Linked DNA regions of Mus musculus: region 1 is linked to region 2. A link is a contact called in public Hi-C data. All regions are on one chromosome and are shown on one strand. The core of a region is the stretch at or near the end of the contact, and the rest is flanking DNA. Distances in the headings are between cores, read along the strand shown.

Evidence for each region. A called contact is a pair of places that touch in the nucleus more often than the background predicts.
Region 1: a Hi-C map of the N1E-115 cell line shows a contact between it and region 2, with 4 times the contacts expected there. The contact joins two enhancer-like sites. A contact is called at or near these places in 3 of 484 Hi-C or Micro-C datasets (the N1E-115 cell line, embryonic fibroblasts and nephron progenitors), 1 of 115 datasets of contacts at active chromatin or transcription factors (bone marrow-derived macrophages) and 1 of 9 other capture datasets (liver).

What each region holds. Positions count from the first base shown.
Region 1 is chr11:109,380,848-109,387,455 of GRCm38.p6, forward strand. All of the region lies in intron 2 of Gna13 (guanine nucleotide binding protein, alpha 13), which reads left to right. Among named protein-coding and RNA genes, the nearest start is that of Gm11696, 20 kb to the left of the region's middle. Within about 2 kb of position 4,649, at least 4 of the 459 cell types and tissues checked have an H3K27ac peak or open chromatin away from gene starts, as enhancers often do. A contact at or near this core is called in the N1E-115 cell line, where this site is marked.
Region 2 is chr11:109,239,619-109,246,528 of GRCm38.p6, forward strand. It overlaps Rgs9 (regulator of G-protein signaling 9), which reads right to left. Exons shown (of 19, transcript NM_011268.2): 13 at 6,835-6,910; 14 at 1,232-1,319. Among named protein-coding and RNA genes, the nearest start is that of Gm39440, 24 kb to the left of the region's middle. Within about 2 kb of position 5,138, at least 13 of the 459 cell types and tissues checked have an H3K27ac peak or open chromatin away from gene starts, as enhancers often do. A contact at or near this core is called in the N1E-115 cell line, where this site is marked.

The DNA.
Region 1 (6,608 bases), core at 3,399-5,898, 140 kb after region 2:
GGAAAGGGGAAGTTACAATACAAAGCATCCAACAGATGGTCCTGGAGCTGTTGCTATGTACGAGATAATAATCCTGGCCTGAGATACAGGAAAGGAGTCTAGGTATTTCTGTACAGGACCATAGTTCAAAGTGAGGGGCTTGGAAAGGTTCAGACTCTCAGACAGGCAGACAACAGAAGGCTATTCCTGAGGTCAAGGGCAGCTGGTAAAAACCGCAGTCAATGGGAAGAAAGAGTAGAAATGAGTGTATCTTCAGTTTACAGTTCTTCAAGAACTAATTCTTACTGGGAGAAAAAACAAGAATCTCAGTTCTTGTTACTAAAATAGTTTCCTTTCAATTTTTATCCCCTAAATTAGTCTTGGATAAGCTGTGTAATTATTGACCTTCAGACTTTTCAAAATCTATAAAACGGACAGGATTGGCTATTCTGCAGACTCTTCTACTGGAAATCTCTTCATCTCTCCTTATGAGGTCCTCAGACAAAAATGAAAGGAGTTGTGTCCGGCACTCGTGCCAGGCCCAGGAGAGAGAAAGATGCACAGGGAGGGGCCTTTGGTTGGAACGCAAGCTTTTCTCAGCAGTGTGTATTCTAGGCTGTCCCAGAGCTCCCGGCATCTTCCCTGTCCCAGCCTCAAGTGTTTCACAAGCATGCGCCACCATGCCGGACTTGAGGGCTCATTTTTAAGAGACTATATAAAAGTATGTTACAGTTTACTATAATTATAGTATAGTATAATAGTATAGCATAGAACATAGGAGATGGTATACTCTTTTGGGACTAGCTAAATATTTAAATACGAAATGCTGGCTTGCTAGTTTTTTGTCAACAGGGTCTTTATATGTATATATAGTTCTAGCTTGTCAGCTGACTTTAAACTCGCGATCCTCCTACTTCAGACTGTCCTGGTATTATAGGGATGCATGGCTCACCACAGCTGACTGGTAGATTTTAACCAACCAACATACGTAGATGGGATCCTTGATATTTTATTGTTCCCAGAGTTTTCTCTAAAATTTGTATATTACCAATTTCTAGTCAGAGGAACTTCTCAATATTAGACCTGTGTTTGACCCTATCCACTAGCAATTCATTCATTCATTCATTCATTCATTCATTCATTCAATCATTTTAGACCAGGCTGTCCCTAAACTCAAATGGAGTCTTTATTTGTGTGAGTGTTCATACAAGTCTGACTTAATTGAATTATGAAGAATATGCAGTGTGACTTAAAACCTATTCTTACAATAAAATAAAAATAAATTTCTAGCCTAGTTTATTAGTAGCTTGGCATTTTAAATCAGGCTTTTATTTATTATTTCATTATTTAATTTTTATGCATATGTGTATTTTTCCTGAATGGATACCTATAAATACCTGGTGCCCTCAGAGACTAAAAGAATTTCAGGTCCCTTGGAACTAGAATTATAGATGGTTGTGAGCTACCACATGGATGCTGGGAATTGAACCTGGGTCTTCTGGAAGAGAGTCAGTGCCCTTAACCACTGAGCAATCGCTAACTCCTTTTACCAGGCTTTTAAAGATTTATTTTTATACTTTTTAATTTAGTTAAGTTTAACTAAATGAATGCATGTGTGTACTTGTGCAGGTTCTGTGGAGGCCAGTGGCATTGGGTCCTCTGGAACTGAAGTTGCAGGTGTTCGTAAGCTGCCCGATGTAGCTGCTGGGAAGTAACCATAGGTCCTCTAAAGAGCAGCAGGTCCTCTTAACCCCTGAGCCATCTTGCTAACCTTTATCAGGCTTCTAAAAAGTTAACTTCCGATAGTCACAAAAGCTGACGTTAATTTTAAAACGCACGTCAGTGTGAAGCGACTCCAAGGATAGCTACCTCACAGTCATTTTCCTGCCGCTTGCTAAGAGTCCCGAATGGCAGGTCTGTAGTAAGCCAGGGAATCTGTTCTTTTAATAGGCACATCAAGCAGTTCTGACCTATACCAGTAAGAACTATTTATCTAAGTTGGGTGTGGCAGCATGAGCTGTGTGACTAGTCCCTAATACTTTGGAGGCTGAGTAAGGAGGATCGTGACTCGCCTCAAAACAAAAGTACTTGAAGTGGCACCATATACTAAAGTCTGAGGCAGAGGCCACTGAATCTCTGTGAGTTTGAACCCAGCCTGATTTACATAGTAGTAAGTCAGGCCAGTCAGAGTTATACAAGTCTCTACATTTCTAGAACACATTTCCTACAGGACTAGAAAATACGGTAGAGACTTCTCACGCCAAGACATAAAATGAAGAACATCACAGAAGTATTCACATTATAAGAGAGAATTCGAGCTCCTACAGAATGTAAGGAAGCTGTGTAGGGCCTTTTGTAAGAGAGGTTTTGCTGGTCAGAGAATTGGGTATTTTGCCTCTTTGGGTTCAGTGCTTCCTATTTATTACCTTCAAACCAGTCATAAATGTCCACCCATTAATGCTGATCTGTAATCACGTTTTGCACATCTGATCCTTGAAAGTGGTGGACCACTCACCCAGCACGTGTGAAGCCCTGTCCATCTTCAGAGCAGCGACATGAGGGTAGCCGCGGCCCCGTGAGCATGCGATCTTATTGGGCCTAGTCGGTCTTCAGAAGCATTCAGGTCCTTTCCCCAGTGCCGCTTAGTGTGCTCATCACTGCTCCTGGGAGGCTGGGGAGCTTTAATTTGCAGTTAAATGGGTTTTGGACCTAAATGATGCTGAATTGGGAGTTGGAATTTGGAAATGGATGTGCATCGAAAATGTGTGTGGATGGGGTTTCACTCCCCTTTGACCACTGGAGAGTGTATAAAAACAGTTTGGCGTTGCTAGAGATTCAGTCTTAATGCCCGTTGTCGAGATGAGTTGTCCAGAGTATAAGCTTCTCCAAAAAAGGCTGCTTTGCCTTATAATTTTAGGTTGGACTTTCTCAAGAATAGAATCTACTCTTCCCAAAGCTAACTCCAAAGCCCAGTGCTGAGTGACCGTGGTTAAGGGTAGTTCTTGTGCAGAAGAACCAAGTATTTCATCCCAGCGCTCAGAAAATTTAGTAAGCGGTCATCACTCTTGAGCCACTGACTGTTGCTTTGGTCATGAGCGTAGCCTGTAATGGCTGAGCCATCTCTCCAGCCCAAGACACTGAACTTACAAGGTGCATGTCAGAATAATTATTTTAGTCCTCCCTGTCTACCTCTGTCATTTCTCTGTTGAGATTGGGTGGGTCTCATCTTGTCAATTTTGACCTCAAACTTGCTGTGAAGCAGAGGATGGGCTCAACCCCACTCCACCCTCCCCCCCACCAATTCTCCTGCCTCTGTCCAAGTGCTGAGATTTCAGGCGTGTGCCACTGCACTTGGGTGCTGGGGTAGGACCCAGGGTTTCATGCATGCTAGGCAGATGATTCCATCCACTGAGCTACGTTTCCCAGATGAGCAGTGGGCGCCTCTTACTTCTGACAAGTTCCTGGTCGTAGTGATACTCGGGTCACAAGAGTAACTTAAATCCCTTCTTAGCACTGGTAGACTTTGTGTGTCTCCAACAAAGTACCTGTTAGTGAGGAGTTGAGTGCCACATCAACTCACAGCTTTGTGCGCTTGTCCCACCACTTCCTTCTCGCTCCGCTCTACTGTCCCCTGTCAGAGTCCAGTGGCAGCTGTGCTCAGTTAGAGTTGTCTCCGTTTCTTTGACCAGATTCTCCTTGGGTAAATAGATATGCGTGCAGACTGTCTGTCCAGGCTGGCTCTTCAGGTACTCCAAACCTGGCCAACAGCTGCCTGAGCACCCTTGGTAGGAAGTTCAGCAAGAGTGAGGAAAGTCCTGGCAATCTCTAATCTGTCTTATTGTTAATAGCTTTGTTTTGAAACAGGGTCCCAATGTATAGACCTGGCTGGCCTGGGACTCGATCTATAGACCAGATTGGCCTCGAACTCCTAGAGAATCCACCTGGTATTTAGGTTGTTCTGAGGTCCTCAGCTCTGAACATCTGTTCTCACTGAAAAGCTAACAGTCTGTCGCCTCTGCACAAACTTGTTTGGCTGCTGCAGTCAAACAGGACTTAACTCTCCAGCAGTGGACAGCACTCCTTGCTGGGATAACAGCGAACCGCAAGGAAATAGGTAGCGATGGTTGGTCTACAAGTGCTGACCCGCATTGTGTTCTTTGAGTTAGCTACAGTGTCATTACATAGGAAACATGATGCTTCCCCATCTAACTCAACAATAACACAAATACTGGTATTTTGGTGCATATTAAAAGCATAGCACTCCAACCCCCCATTCTGTTTCTTTTTGTGACGAGTGTGAACTTACCTGTGCGTGAGAGAGACAAAGGGCAAACATGGGCTGGCGGTACTCGCGCCATGTGAAGCCCAGCGCCCTGTGCAGTGGTGCAAGGCTTTGAAAGCTCGCCTGTGGGCTCTTCGTCCGCTGCTCCCTCGGATGCAGGGCAGGGCAGTCAGGGGTGCTGGATGAGTCAATGAGTGGGGCTGCCTGCGCTCCAGGAGGGTCTTATTTTTAGACCCTGAAATTTGACTTTATACCATTTCACATGTTAAAAAATACCCTTTGCGTGTTTCCCCAATCACTTAGAAATGAGCCATGAAACAAGCAGTGGGCTGGATTTGGCCTGTGGGCTGCTATCATTTGTGGGTAGTAGACATCTGATCTTCAGTCTAGATAAATAAAAGAATCCAGTGCTTCTCTTCAACAGCAATTGACTTCTGTGGTTGAAGTGGTACAGACTCCTGTGCTGTCGCTCCACTGACAGTCTTTTTAAGGCATTGCTGCATACCGCCAGATTGCGTTCTAACATAATAATTGTGTGCGCCTGCGTCACGTATATGGCAGTTCCCACAGAGGCTGGAAGAGGGCATTGGATTCCCCTGGAGCAGGAATTGCAGGCAGTTGTGAGGCACGTACCTGACTTGGGTTCTGGGATCTGAACTTGGACCTGCATTTGTAATGCTCTTAACCACTGAACCCTGGCGAAGGCTTTAAAACCTCTGCTTCATGACCTGTCTACCAAGTAAAGTTGTCTTTTCCCTATTGGCATAAAACTGCCAGTAGTTTTAGTATGTTTTTTTCCTCAAAAAAAAAAAAAATAGTTTTTTTCTTGTATATTCTTAGACTCTCCAGGTAAAATTCATTATTCTTCAGGAAACAACACACACTAAGTCTTGCCCTTTGCCTCCTCCAGGTGTGTAGGAGAGTGCTTGGATTTAACATCTCTCGTTTGGGCAGTAGGTGTCCCGTGAACGTGCTCTGTCTGTTTGCTTTATGGAACTTACTTCTGAGCTTGAGTTTCAGCGTTTAGATTCCTGGACCAGTGTGTCTTTTCAAGCAAAGAAAGTACGTTTTAGCATACTTTAATGATTCTTGGGAATGAGGAACAAGATCGCTATTTCCAGCTTAGGTACAAGTTGATAAAACTGATGAAGTAAGGTTTGTAGCCTCCCAGGTGTAACTGAAGCCCAGTGAATGCCATTGACTTTGCCAACAGGCTATGTGGGGCTAGATCCGAGTCTGCATGCCACAGTGCCATTGTTTAGATGGAGCCTAAATGTCCAGAGAAAAAAGAATCAGAGGTGACATAAAACACCATGACATTTAAACTCTTTTTTTTTTTTTTTTTTTTTTTTTTTTTTTTTTTGGTTTTTCGAGACAGGGTTTCTCTGTATAGCCCTGGCTGTCCTGGAACTCACTTTGTAGACCAGGCTGGCCTTGAATTCAGAAATCCGCCTGCCTCTGCCTCCCAAGTAACATTTAACTCAGTTTAACTAGGAAATGGATTTTGATCTGAAACTTGATTTAAAATTCTCTCAGTAGTAGAGAATAAATAGACTGGGAAGAGCTAACCCAATTTCAAGTCTCAAGGCTGTAGTATTTCTGTATTCCATAAAATCCTGTATTTTACTTGCAGAGAGACTAAGGTGCATCACTTGAATAATGAGAAAACAGAAGCAAAATTCAGATTAATAGCATGACCTATACTGAAAAGAAACTCCAAGTTTAAGTCAGTGCACCTTAGGCAGAAAGGGGGTGGCTGCTGAAGCACTGAGTTCCTTTCCTTCCTTCACGGTTGGGGACATTGGGACCTGGGGAAGTTTGGAGACTTGATGAAATCACTCCCTCCGGGTTAGAGAAAGAAGCTTGCCTTCCTGTCAGCATGGGGGGCAGGGAGAGAGAGAGAGAGAGAGAGAGAGAGAGAGAGAGAGAGAGAGGAGAGAGAAGAGAGAGAAATGTATGAGCTTGTTAGGAAAAGGTAGTTAGGGCAGCCTTCTCTCAGCAGCTCATTCTTCGTTCTCACATGGTCTTGGAAAGATCCAGACACTGGACACATCAGCAGGGACCATCAGAAACCCTAGGCCCCCAGTACAGAGTCACTGCCATGTGTCCATGGGTAATGTGCAGATTATACACATTTTTTTTTGGTTGTTTTAAAAACTTTTTGAGATCATAAAAAGTGTTTTTTCCCTATGGTTTTTCTCTCCTCAATAAAATGTAAAAGCTGCTGATAACAATTTCTAGAACTTTAGAGGTGTTGATAGGACTATCTTGAATTCAAGGCCACCTTAGGCTACACAGCAAGACCCTGTCAGAAAGGGGTGGGGCAGCAGGCAAGAGGAGAGAATGA
Region 2 (6,910 bases), core at 3,888-6,387:
AAGGAGATAGCCGAGGTGCACGGGTGCAAAGGGTAAGGAGCCCCGAGACAGGCCCAGGCTGGTTAGGAGATACTGAAGACTTTACACTTTGAAGAGGTTGGTGGGCTTTTCCCAGATGCCAGGATAAGATCATGGCAGACTTGAGAATGGAATGTTTAACCTTGATGTTCTAGGAGAGCAAGCCAGAAGCTGGTGGGATAGACAGAGGTGGGTGAGACCTTTGCAATTTAGGGTAGAATTGACTTCTAGGGAGACTGGAGAAATAGCTCAACAGAGCACTTACTGTTCTGGCAGAGGACCCAGAACCCATATTGGGAGCTGTGACTCCAGCTCCAGGGTAATCCAGAACCCCCTTCTGGACCTTGAAACCATTGATAACACTGAGCACGGGTGTACAAGAGCACACACGCACCTGCGCACACACACACACATATAAAAATAAAATATTTTTTTAAAACCCCACCTCCTGCTTAACCTTCTGTCTTACCCTCCAACCTAGGGCCAACCTGAAGCCAGGTCCAGACACCTCTAAAATGGCATTCTGGAACCTCTACTCTCCCATGGCCCAGGCTAGGCAAATTTGATGATGAATCTTTAATGCTGACTAGAGAGGATGGGCAGCCATAATCCCAGCTCCCATGGCGTGACTGTCTTAGCAACGAAGCCAGCAACCCCAAAGTTGGCTGAGATTCTCAAGTCCTGTAGCTCTGTGTAAGGTTTGGCACAGGGCCATCTCTGAGGCTCTAGGTCAGAAAGACTCACACTGTTACTAGAGCGAGTCAGTGGAGGCTAGAATGAGGGTAGGGAATCCTGTTCACACTTGCACCCCAAACTGAGATTGCAATCTCACATACATGAAGATGTCTCTTCCCTTTACTGTCTTGTGTTTAAGACGGCCCCCACCACACCACACCACACCACACACACACACACACACACACACACACACACACACACACACACTAATCACACTGTGGTTCTGTGTGGCTTGCTCTCATAATCCCTGGACACAAACCAATGGGAACAGGAAAATTCCACATCCACCTCAGTTGGCTTCCTTCAGAGAAATGCACAAACCTCCCAAACATCAGGGAAGCATTCATGGCATAGTGGGTCCAATGGCTAATGCTGGCCAGAGCCCAGACAGCCACCAGGGTGTGTGACCTCCCCAAACTCTCATTCCAGCCCACACCCTTGAGGGAGGCTTCCCCCAGGACTCGGCAAGCCTTACTTGTAGATCTCCTCTGCTTTCTCCTTGACCTTGGACTGATCGCCGTACTTCAGGTCCTCACAGGCTTCCCAGAATCCTAGGTTCTCCCCTGCATGAGGAAGATAGCCCACGAAGATGAAAGCCGGGCAGGAAATGAGTGGAGAGAAGAGGAGAGAAAGGTCAGGTGGGCTCCGCTCAGTTGAGTGTCTTCCTGCAAGACGAGTCACTGAGCACTGGGACATCGAACGACTCCATGTTGACTGAGAGTACGAGCCATGTCTCACTTCCGGGATGAGTGAATTGTTGGGTCTCAGCAATGGCGTGACTCGTGAGCCATAAACTGGATTGGCTGCCAGCATGTTTAACGAGATTATCCACTCACGACGTGGATGCTGTTCTGCCCTCCAACGATACATCCTAATCTCTGCCATGTTCTTTTTCTAAATTGGTATTTGTTTGTTTATTGGTGGGCGGGCATGGGTGTAGAGGTTAAAGGTTGAATTATGCAGTTGGTCGTCTTCATCATGTGGGTCCCAGGGACTGAACTGAAGTCACCAGGCTGAGCGGCAAACGCCTTTACCCACCGAACCATCCTACCAGCGCCCATATTCTTTCTGGCCGAGAACTTATCTATAGCAAACACTTCCCGAACAATTCACACAGGCTCATGAGCATGGATGACTTCACTCTACAGCTTCCTACGCTCTGCTGCGTCTCATGCCCATGTGACTCCTGCCTGTTTTGGTTGACTGTGCCCAGGGACCCCCACCTTCTGTACACCACCATCTTCCCGCCCAAAAGTCCTTGGACTATTTGAAAGCTGATAGCAGATGCTTAGAAGATACCTGACTACTAGGGGTGCTTAATGTCATGAGAACCAGAGAGATTTTGTTCCTCTAGACTGAGAGAGAGAAAAGAAAACAGACCCCCAAAATCCTTAACCTCTTGCCAATTTCACATTTACTCCCCAGTGCTTGGCTGAACCCAAAAAGCATCAGGATGTGTTGGTACAAGGATTCTAGTGATGCCACGTATCAATTACACCTGAGAAAATAAAGATGGTGTCATCAGTAAGCAAGTAACAGGGTGTGTGTGTGTGTGTGTGTGTGTGTGTGTGTGTGTGTGTGTGTACATACACACTCACACTCTGAAGTGCTGTGGTGCCGTTTAATAGGAAAGAAAACCTTCTCCTCTGCTTCCACAGTGTTTCCTGAGAGCCCCCAGTTATGTCAGACGGGCAGAAGCTGCACAACTCCACACTAGCTAGAATTTGTCCCATAACCAGAGGCACATATTCTTTGGACAGAAATCACAGGCCAATGTTTTTCTTCATTAATCTATTGTTGTGACATCCACACCTCTTGCTTATTGAAAGTTAATCACTTATAACTAGATTAAATGAGCAATTATTCATAAACGTCAAAAGGTAAAAAAAACAACTCAAAATGGCACAGAGGAGGATCACCCGTGATATACCGACACATCTGCCGTGAAAGAATCTCTTAGCTTCGGCTGCCAACTGGAAACAACCCAGAGTTATCTGAGCGAATCTCAATGGGGGGAGGGGGATTGCCTCAATTACACTGGCCTGTGCTATATCTGTGGGCATTTTCTTGATTGATTATTGATAGAAGAGGGCCCGGTTCACTGCGGTGGGCCTGGACTGTATAAGAAGTGTAACTAAACACTAGCCTGGAAACAAGCCAATGAGCAGTACTTCTCTGTGGTTTCTGTTTCAGCTCCTGCTTGACTTCTTGCCTCTACTTCCCTCGGTGATGCACTGTGATCTGAAAATATGAACGAGGTAAACTCTTTCCTCCACAGGTTGTTTTGGGTGGTGGTGGTTTTTATCACAGCAGCAGACGGCAAGGTAGAACATGGTGTTCTATGAACCTTGAAGGCATCATGGAGGTTTGAATGAGAATACCCCCCCCCCATCCATAGGACCATCAATTGGAATACCTGGTCATCAGGGGGTATTACTACTTGAAAAGATTAGGATTTGTGGCCTTGTTGGAGGAAGCGTGTCTGTGGGGATGGGCTTTGAGATTTCAAAAAGCCCATTCCACACCCAGAGCCGCTCTCTTCCTGCTGACTGCGAATCCAGTGGCTGACTGAGCTCTTATCTGGAAGAACTCTCAGCCACTTCTCCAGCACCATGTCTGCCTGTAAGCCACCGTGCTCCCCACTGTAATGGTAAGGGACTTAACCTCTGTCAGCCAGGCCGATTAAATGCTTTCTTTTATGAGGTGTTGTGGTATGGGGTCTCTTCACAGCAATGGCATGCTGAGTAGAACAGAGGTTACAAGTAGCTCAGACACTGATCCTACGATTACACTGGCATGAGGAACCTAAAGCTGTCAAACTAAGAGAGGCATGTGTGGCATGGCAGCCACCGAGGGGTGGGCGAATAGGAGGTTAGTAATTAAGTACACAGTTTCAGCTTGAGACAACATCCTAGAAACCCAGACACATTGATTGCTCAGTGAACAGTGGCACTCAAATGGTTAAAATGGTACATTTTTGTGTTACATATATTTTACTAAGTAAAAAACAATTAAGGTGGGCACAGAGGCCTACCTGTAATCCTCCTACCCTTTGGGGAGGTAGAGGCAGCTGGATAGCCATATCAGCCATATCAGTGAGACCTGGGTTCAATTGAGAGCCCCTGACTTCATGACTAATGACTAAGACAGAGAATGACCAAAGAAGACTCCTGGGGTCAATTTCTCAGGCTTCCACACTCAATGGCAGACATGTGTTCAAGCACCTACATATACATGTATGCACTCACAGGAGTATTTATACACACTCATTTTAAAACGTTAAATAAACACCTTAAAACACATATAAGATTTCACTGCAGTATTCATAAAGCCCAAAGCCAAATTCAAGGGTTGGAGAGATGGTTCCATGGGTACAAGCATTTGTTGCTCTTTCAGAGGACCCAGGTTCAAGTCCCAACACCCACATGGTGGCTCACAACCATCTATAACTCTAGTTCTAGAGGACCAGCTCACCTCTTCTGGCCTCTGTGAGTACCAGACATGCACACAGACTTACAAACATACCTGCAAGCAAAACACCCACAGACATAAGTTTAAAAAAATAACCTAAAAAATCCCATGATGGATGAATACAGGTGGTACGCACAGACAATGGACCTGATACAGCCATAAAGAAGAGTGTAGAACACCAAGTAAGAAAAGGTCACACACTGTACGGTCCCCATCACAAGAAGCACGTGGAATACCCAAATCCACGGAGACTGAGGGAGAGGAGTGTGCAGCATGCCATGGTGAGGGAAGAACTGAAAATGACCTACCATGGGTAAGGCATTCCTCCCTGAGCTGTTACAGAATTAGCTAGTGTTGGCAGTTGTACGGTTCGGTGAATATATAAGATGACGCAAGACATCAAAGCCACTGGATTGAGCCCAGGGTGGTGGGCTACACAATTCTATTGCTTCAGAGACTGAGGCAGGAGGATCACGAGTTTGAGGCCAGCCTGGGCTACCCAGAGAGCTGCTGTCTCAAAACCAAACAACAACAACAACAGAACACTTGGAAGACAGAGGCAGGAGGACTTGGACGTCAGGTTCACCCTCAGCCACACAGTGAATCTGAGGTCAGCCTGGGTTATATGAAACTTCAATTTAAAGGTGGGGGTGGGGGTGGGGATGAATCGCATATGGGTCATACCTAAGTTTTAAGTTTTTAATTAAATAAGAAAACCAATGGTTTGTGTTCCCTGTTCATACATGAATCCCTCTGACGCTCCTCAGGAGACTGACTATATAATACGGTTTCAGAGATGCAAGGAAAATTTTCTAGATGCTTGCTTTTATCAAGGGATGCATGGCTGAAGCTCAGCATGCTACTTTACTTACTGTCCACTAGATGGCACCATTTCCACTTAGTCACGGGGCGCCGAGGCGCCCGCTCCTGTTCCATCCATCTTTCGGAGGGCTATTACATTTATGCGATTTGGCTTGCTTAGAGAGAATGATTTACAGCAAGCCATGTTCTAATGCAATGCTCTGTATCGGGCCGCCATCCAGACTAAAGCACGTCCAGTATGACTCGCTTCAGAAGCAGGGCCCCAGACTAACTGCTTTAGGGTAATCAGCCTTGGAGTCTCAAACCCAATCACGGAGCTCCCCGGTGATGGGAATGGACAAACAGATAAAATAAATCGCATAAAAGCCAATTTGTCGGCAAAGGTGGCAAAGAAATTGAACGTGTAATTGGTTCTAATCCGGCCTCAGTGTGTTCCCGGATGTTTCTCAGTGGATGAGACACCCAGAGACAGACCTCCTCCACTAAAGCCCGCATCCTCTGAAGGCTTGGAAGAAACCAGGGCAAGAGGTTACACTTCAATCACCAAGGAAGCTTTCAAGACCACAGCGACTGCAACTCAGTCCAATTAAAAAGGCATCTGGGTCCGGGGTGGACACGAGTTTAACATATCTGTGCAGGGCTGGAGATGGTTTTGTGGTTTAGCACTGGCTCCTCTTCCAGGATCGGTTCAATTCCCAGCACCCATATGGCCGCTCACAACCCTTTGTAACTCCAATTCTGGGGAATATGACACCCCTTCCGGCCTGGATGGGCACTGCATGCATATGGTATACAGAAATACATATTGGGGTGTGGGTGTGTGTGTGTGTGTGTGTGTGTGTGTGTGTGTGTGTGTGTGTGTGTAAAATAAAATAAATCTAAAAGATATGCATGGTTGGGTTGAATCTACAGAACATCTAAGCTAAAGGCAATAGGACTTCCAAAGAGCCTGGGAAGCTTAGCTTGTTCAGCTTCCTGGCCTTTGAAGATGTACTTAGGTGAGGGTAGAGGGCCAGAGGCCAGGGAAATGGGTTAGAAGAACTCTGGGCAATGAAATGAGGGAAACCAAGAACGGATGGAGAATTCCCTGGGAATTGTGAGTGAGGCTAAGGAGATTGTAGAAAAGATGTTAACATTCCCTGGTGCTATACACACACACACACACACACACACACACACACACACACACACACACACACACACCTCAGAATGCAGTGACTTTCTGAGCCTATGGAAAATGAAGGTCCTGGACCCAGGTTAGACTCTTACTCCTGGGAAAGCAGGAGATCCTGTTTAGACCTTAACAAGGTATGGAAGCACCCACTGCAAAACTCCTAAAAGTCTAGGCTGGCCATGAAAGGGAGAGTAACTTTTTTTAAAAGACTCGTGCTGGAAGGAGGGGCTGCTTAGTCCCTGAAGTCTTTGCCATGCACCCACCAAGCTGTGGGTTCGAGCTTCAGCACCCTTTAACACCAAGTAGAGGGTCTCATGCATGTTCCCAGCACTTGGGATGGAGAGTCAAAAGAACCAAGAGGTAGCCTGGGCTACACGTAATCCTGTCTCAGAGAGGAGGGAAGGGGAGGGAGAGAAGAGGAATTAAAAGAAAGGGAGGGAGGAAGGGAGGGAAGGAGGAAGGTAGGAAAGAACAGAGGTAGGGAGGGATGGAGGGAGGGAAGGAGGGAGGGAGGAAGGGAAAGAGGGAGGAAAGAAGGAAGGAAGGAAGGAAGGAAGGAAGGAAGGAAGGAAGGAAGGAAGGAAGGAAGGAAGGAAGGAAAGAGAACTCACCACTAAATTCCTTCTTGAGAAAGTACTGGAAGCTCTGCCGACCCTTGGGGTCTCGAATCAGTTCGCTGAAGTTGAA